2 separate regions of the Zea mays genome follow, and region 2 is linked to region 1. A link is a contact called in public Hi-C data. All regions are on one chromosome and are shown on one strand. The core of a region is the stretch at or near the end of the contact, and the rest is flanking DNA. Distances in the headings are between cores, read along the strand shown.

Region 1 (2,721 bases), core at 157-2,656:
AAATAAAAAAGTTGTCAACTACAAAGTTTTATAACTTTTAGAGATTTACAACTTTTATTTTGATGGTTTTATCATACGAGGTCGTTTGAAAAACTCGAAAAATTAAGGATAAAAATGATTTCTAGTGGCGGTTCCTTAAGAAAACCGCCACTAGAAATCGATTTCTACAGGCGGTTTCTTAAGAAAACCGCCACTAGAAATCATGGATTTCTACAGACGGTTTTCATAAGGAACCGCCTCTAGAAATACGATTTCTAGTGGCGGTTTTCTTAATAAACCGCCACTAAAAATAGCACAGGCGGTTGATAACCGAATCCGCCTATAAAAATATACTGCACCGCAGGCTTTGAGCCTTTTTCTACTAGTGTATACTTATGTGAATGTGTATATTTGTGATTGTGAATGTGTATATATGCATGAAATCTGTTTTTTTTTGTAAATGACAGATTTTTAAAAAAACTTAATTGTGTGTAATTTCTGGAATTTGTTATGTCCGACGGCCTGCGTAAGCCGTCGGACATAAGGGTTGTTTATGTCCGACGGCTAACGTCAGCCGTCGGACATAACAGCTGTCGGGCCCATCAGTCGACCGGTAAAACGGTTGACATTTCTTATGTCCGATGGGCGGGTTCGGCCATCGGAGATTACTTATGTCCGACGGCAGTCGTCGAACATAACACTATTTCCGACCTCTTATCTCCGACGGCTAGAAACCATTGGACATAACCTACTGCCGTCGGACATAAGCTATGTCCGACGGTGTAAAGCTTATGTCTGATGGCTTTGGTCGTCGAAAGTTGATTCGTTTACTGTAGTGACAATGATTCATCATATATGTGATAGTTGATTCTAGCACACATTTGATTTGCGTCTGTGTTTGCTGTTAAATCTAGGTACGTCATGCCCGTAGGAGAACAAGCGAAAAAGCACTTGGGTTGCATCCGCACGTAGTTATAATATAATAATGAGATAACATATAGGAAGGTCATGGCGTGATGTTCGATTTCGTTTGGAAACATATCGATTGTCTCGAGATACGAAAACAACGTACGTAAGAACGTTTGGAAATACTTGCTGGGCGCTGGCTAGCTGTCGCGTTTACATGACCTTGACATCAAGCTCATCACATGGTGGAGCTGGTACCACGGATACTCGACACCAACCAGTTTATCCCATCCAAAGAGTTTTTTTTAATATATTCATTTAGGAGCCGTTTGGTTAGACCAAATATAACGCGATCCAATTACACCTGTAAACCGATACCCATACAACCGTTTGTTTTCTGTAATAAATACCCTGTTATCAAATACAACTTCATTCAATTTCTAAGTAAACAAATACCGTGCGTCCCTCTCCGTAATCTTCTCCCACACGTCTGTGTGTCCCTCTCCATGCGTTCCTCTTCTCACGCAGCCTCTCCTCGCGCCACCACCTACCATCGCGCCACCACTTGCCATCGCGCCGCCACCTTCCCTCTCCCTCTCACCGGTGAGCCTCCTCTCTCTCCCTCCCTCTCCCTCTCATCGGGTACGCCACCGTTTGTTTCTCCACGCGGACGCGCCGCACCACCAGCCTCCCGCCTGCCACGTGGACGGACGCGTCGTCGGCTGCTTCGCGCCGCCCGACAAGGCCGGCAGCGTCGACCTCGACTTCCTCGAGCCTCTCGACGAAGGGCTCGGCCACTCCTTCGACTTCCTTGCGATGCAGCTCCGAAACCCTCTCTCCCTCCTTTCTCTCCCTCCCTCTCCCTCTCATCCTAACCTCCTGCGATGTAGCTCCACGGTGACGAGCCCCGCCACCCCGCGCCTACCGCCGACGAGCAGTGCCACTCCGTGCTAGGTCTATTCAACAACAGGCAGAACAGACACCTCTCCAACACCCCAGATCTTCTATTCAAGAACTTGCTCCAGGCTAGAGGTAATCTACTCGTATCCGTCTGATCTATTAAACAAAATACCTGCAGTGTGCATCCATACAGATTATCAGTTTTGTCTGTGCGAGCTGTGAACAAATAATTATCAGTTTTGTCTGGGCGAGCTATTGTTTACACGAGTACAGTAGGGACTAGGGAGCCGATGAACAGCTAGTATAATTATCAGAACAACTAGTATAATTATCAGAATACCTACTGATAATAGTATAATTATCAGAACAGCTAGTATAATTATCACATTTGTAAGTTTAGTCACTAGTTTGATTTTTCTAATATGATTTTTCTACACTATCCTTGAACAACAGTATGACCCATCTTCCTTTATCTACACGAACGCGGAAGAGAAATTTGACACTTAGAAATGTAACATTTGCCATTATGCTTATGTATTATTATATCTTGGCTTTATTAGTATTATCACATAAGTGGAAGAGTTGGAAGATAGAAAGGAGGATAAAGATTAAAGAACTTAGAAGTCAATGTATGTACCATCTAATCTGTGAGAGCAATGTTAAGTGTATAAATGACCTTCGCATCGATAGGAAAATATTTCATATATTGTGTGAGATGCTTAGAGATGTTGGTGGTTTGAGGGGTACAAGAAATGCACCATTGGAATAGATAGTAGCCGCATTCTTACACACACTGGCTCATCATGTGAAGAATAGAACAATAGGGGGTTTCTTCTTAAGGAGTGGTGAGACAGTGAGCAGAAACTTCAATGCATGCCTCCTAGCAGTATTGAAGCTTCACCAATTGCTCCTTAAGAAACCAGAACCTATACCTGA
Region 2 (2,721 bases), core at 67-2,566, 350 kb after region 1:
CCATGCTTCTGATTTTTGGTCCAACTCCTCCTCTTGGAGTGTTGGACTAGTGGCCTTCCTCTTCTGGCTTCGGGCCTCTCGAAGAGAAAGGGTCTCCTGGTTCGGGTCCAGTGGCTGCAGTGCAGCAGCCCCTGGCGCAGAAGCTTTCTTCGGTGGCATGACGAAGTTCAGTGCTTGCCCAAGGTGGTCGAAAAAGGGTTCACCGGAGGTGGGTGCCAATGTTGGGGACTTGTTCTCAAATACTATGAATTAAGAACAAGGGAACACAAGATATTAAATGTTAATACCCTTCATCCTTCGAAGCATTATTCCCATCAGGATATAATGATCTTCAGACGAAGGTCATGAAGGACGTACCTTCATAATTGCAGTATAAGTTAATAAAAGAAGAAGCATATAAAATATAAGAGACAACATAAACAATCATATAACATTATTAATTCATTCTTATTATATTATCATGGAAAGACAGAAACAATATTGAATTACAAAAGTACCTTCGGCTTAACAGAAGGCAAGAAGCACAAGCGTGATACAAAGGCAAGTACAAGTCAGCGTGAACAGTACGGGGATACTGTTCATCTATTTATAGGCACAGGACACAGCCTATGAGAAATTACAATTATGACCTTTACATTTACTATTGGCTCATAGAAAAATCTATGAGGAATGAACAACCTTTTCCCTTTTAAGTCGGTTCCCTTTTCTGCGATTTAGCCGAAGCTCCATTTCGCACAGCTTCGAGCGACGGCAACCTTCGTCATGATCAAGCTCCTTATCGTGTATACTTTCATCATGAATCCGAAGATACCTGTCCATAAACCATATTTGGAAGACATTGTTAAATTATGTTTTTGACGACCTTCGGAGGACGAAGGCCCCCAACAAACTCGTACTACCAAGTTTCATGAACAAATAAAACTACAAAGACCATGCAAATGAAACTATATTGGAGGATAATCATTTAAGTTATGTGCACCATCTTCGAACATAAATAGGTTGTTGGCAAACTGTTGAGATGTCGAGTCAACAACCTACACGATGAGTTTAAATGAGAATTTATTCAACCTGATTACATATCACTGGAATTTAAGGCTAATATTTGCAGCTGAAACAATGATATTTTAATGTTCATTTGTCCACTACCCGATTCTTTAGCAATGTTTATTAGATATGTTGTGTGGTCCAACTAAATGAATATATCATTTGCTACAATAAAATTAGAAAACTTTTTGGAAGGGATGGAGCTGGTTAGGTCAAGTATCCGTGGTACCAACTCCACCATGTGATGAGCTTGGTGTCAGTGTCATGTCTAATTTTGTCGTCTTGAAATAAAGTTGGATATGACGAAGGGCTAGCTAGCTGGATATATATATGTGCATGAGTGTGAGAACGCGACAGCTAGCCAGCGCCCAACAAGTATTTCCAAACGAAATCGAACATGACGCCATGACCTTCCTGCATGTTATCTCATTATTGTATTATAACTACGCGCAGATGCAACCCAAGTGTTTTTTGCATGTCCTCTTAAGTGTGCGTGTCACATCTGGATTTAAGGACAAATACAGAAGCGAGTCAAATATATGATATAATCAAGTCTTACACATAAGATGACTAATAATACAGAAAATAATGTCACATCTTTATTATATAATAGAGGTTCTATACAAAATAACTAAATAATTACATCATATGACGACAACGATCTTCCGCAACCATAGTTGACTGCGAGACGACGGTCTAGACCTCTCCAAACTCATCGCGACATCATTTATACTCCTCATCTGACGGTACATGTCCTTGACCTGGTGTAAGTTTAATAAGAGTGAGCTCACATACGTTCATCACTTAACAAGTTATGGAGAATAATGTGCATTAGCTCACTTACGGTAAGACTCGTATGAAGTATAAGACTTATCAAGAAGAATGATTAAGACTGAGTATTGTGCTTTTTAGTAAGTTAGTCAAAATTTTATTAGAAAAATTACTAATTATAAGTATATACCAAACCAATAAAATAAGAGATCATAATGTTTTACTTAACCATCTAATGTTTATTAGATATGTATTGTGAGGTCCAACTAAATGATCATATCGCGTCCTACAACAAAACAATCTCTATCTCGTTCATTTGCTGCCAATAAGTCCAAATAAATTTTATTCGGCGCGCAAGTGCTGCTCGGAGCTACCAGCACGCGGATGCATGAGAGGAAGGTAGCGACAGCTAGTATCGATCGCTGGATCGATCTATGTGCATGCCGCAACTCACGTGTGAGAACGTGATAGGTAGCCAGCATGTAACCATAGGTCGTTTTTTAGTATATTTCCAAACGTGCTTCAATAATACACAGTCAATCGATCAGCTAGTACTTAGGACCATCCAAACAAAATCAAGTATGACTCGGACACCATTGCATGTTGTAGCTGATCCCCCACCATGCCCTCACCCAAATGGCTAGCGCTCCATCCCTTCCTGCCAAACTAGTAAAACTACGTCCGCCTAAAACTATTATAAATAAGACTTAACCACAGTATAAATAGTTATTTACATAGTATTTGGTTTACCTACGTCGATTTTAGGCTGGCCTTCACTAATAAAGCATCGTAAATATGCTTATTTAGTTGGCTAGTCATCAAAAATAAATACTCTACATGGGTCTATTCGGTATTTTATGTTGGCCGGATTAATACCATTGTAAATAAGGTTTTCTTATTTCTGTT

What was found. A called contact is a pair of places that touch in the nucleus more often than the background predicts.
Region 2: a Hi-C map of leaf shows a contact between it and region 1, with 6 times the contacts expected there. The contact joins the enhancer-like site here to the promoter of LOC100217008 in region 1. A contact is called at or near these places in 3 of 25 Hi-C or Micro-C datasets (leaf and tassel).

What each region holds. Positions count from the first base shown.
Region 1 is chr2:105,370,721-105,373,441 of Zm-B73-REFERENCE-NAM-5.0, forward strand. It overlaps LOC100217008, which reads left to right and starts at 1,407. Exons shown (of 4, transcript NM_001143384.1): 1 at 1,407-1,488; 2 at 1,776-1,917.
Region 2 is chr2:105,722,640-105,725,360 of Zm-B73-REFERENCE-NAM-5.0, forward strand. No RefSeq gene overlaps it. Among protein-coding and RNA genes, the nearest start is that of LOC103646784, 130 kb to the right of the region's middle. Within about 2 kb of position 1,317, at least 4 of the 20 cell types and tissues checked have an H3K27ac peak or open chromatin away from gene starts, as enhancers often do. A contact at or near this core is called in leaf, where this site is marked.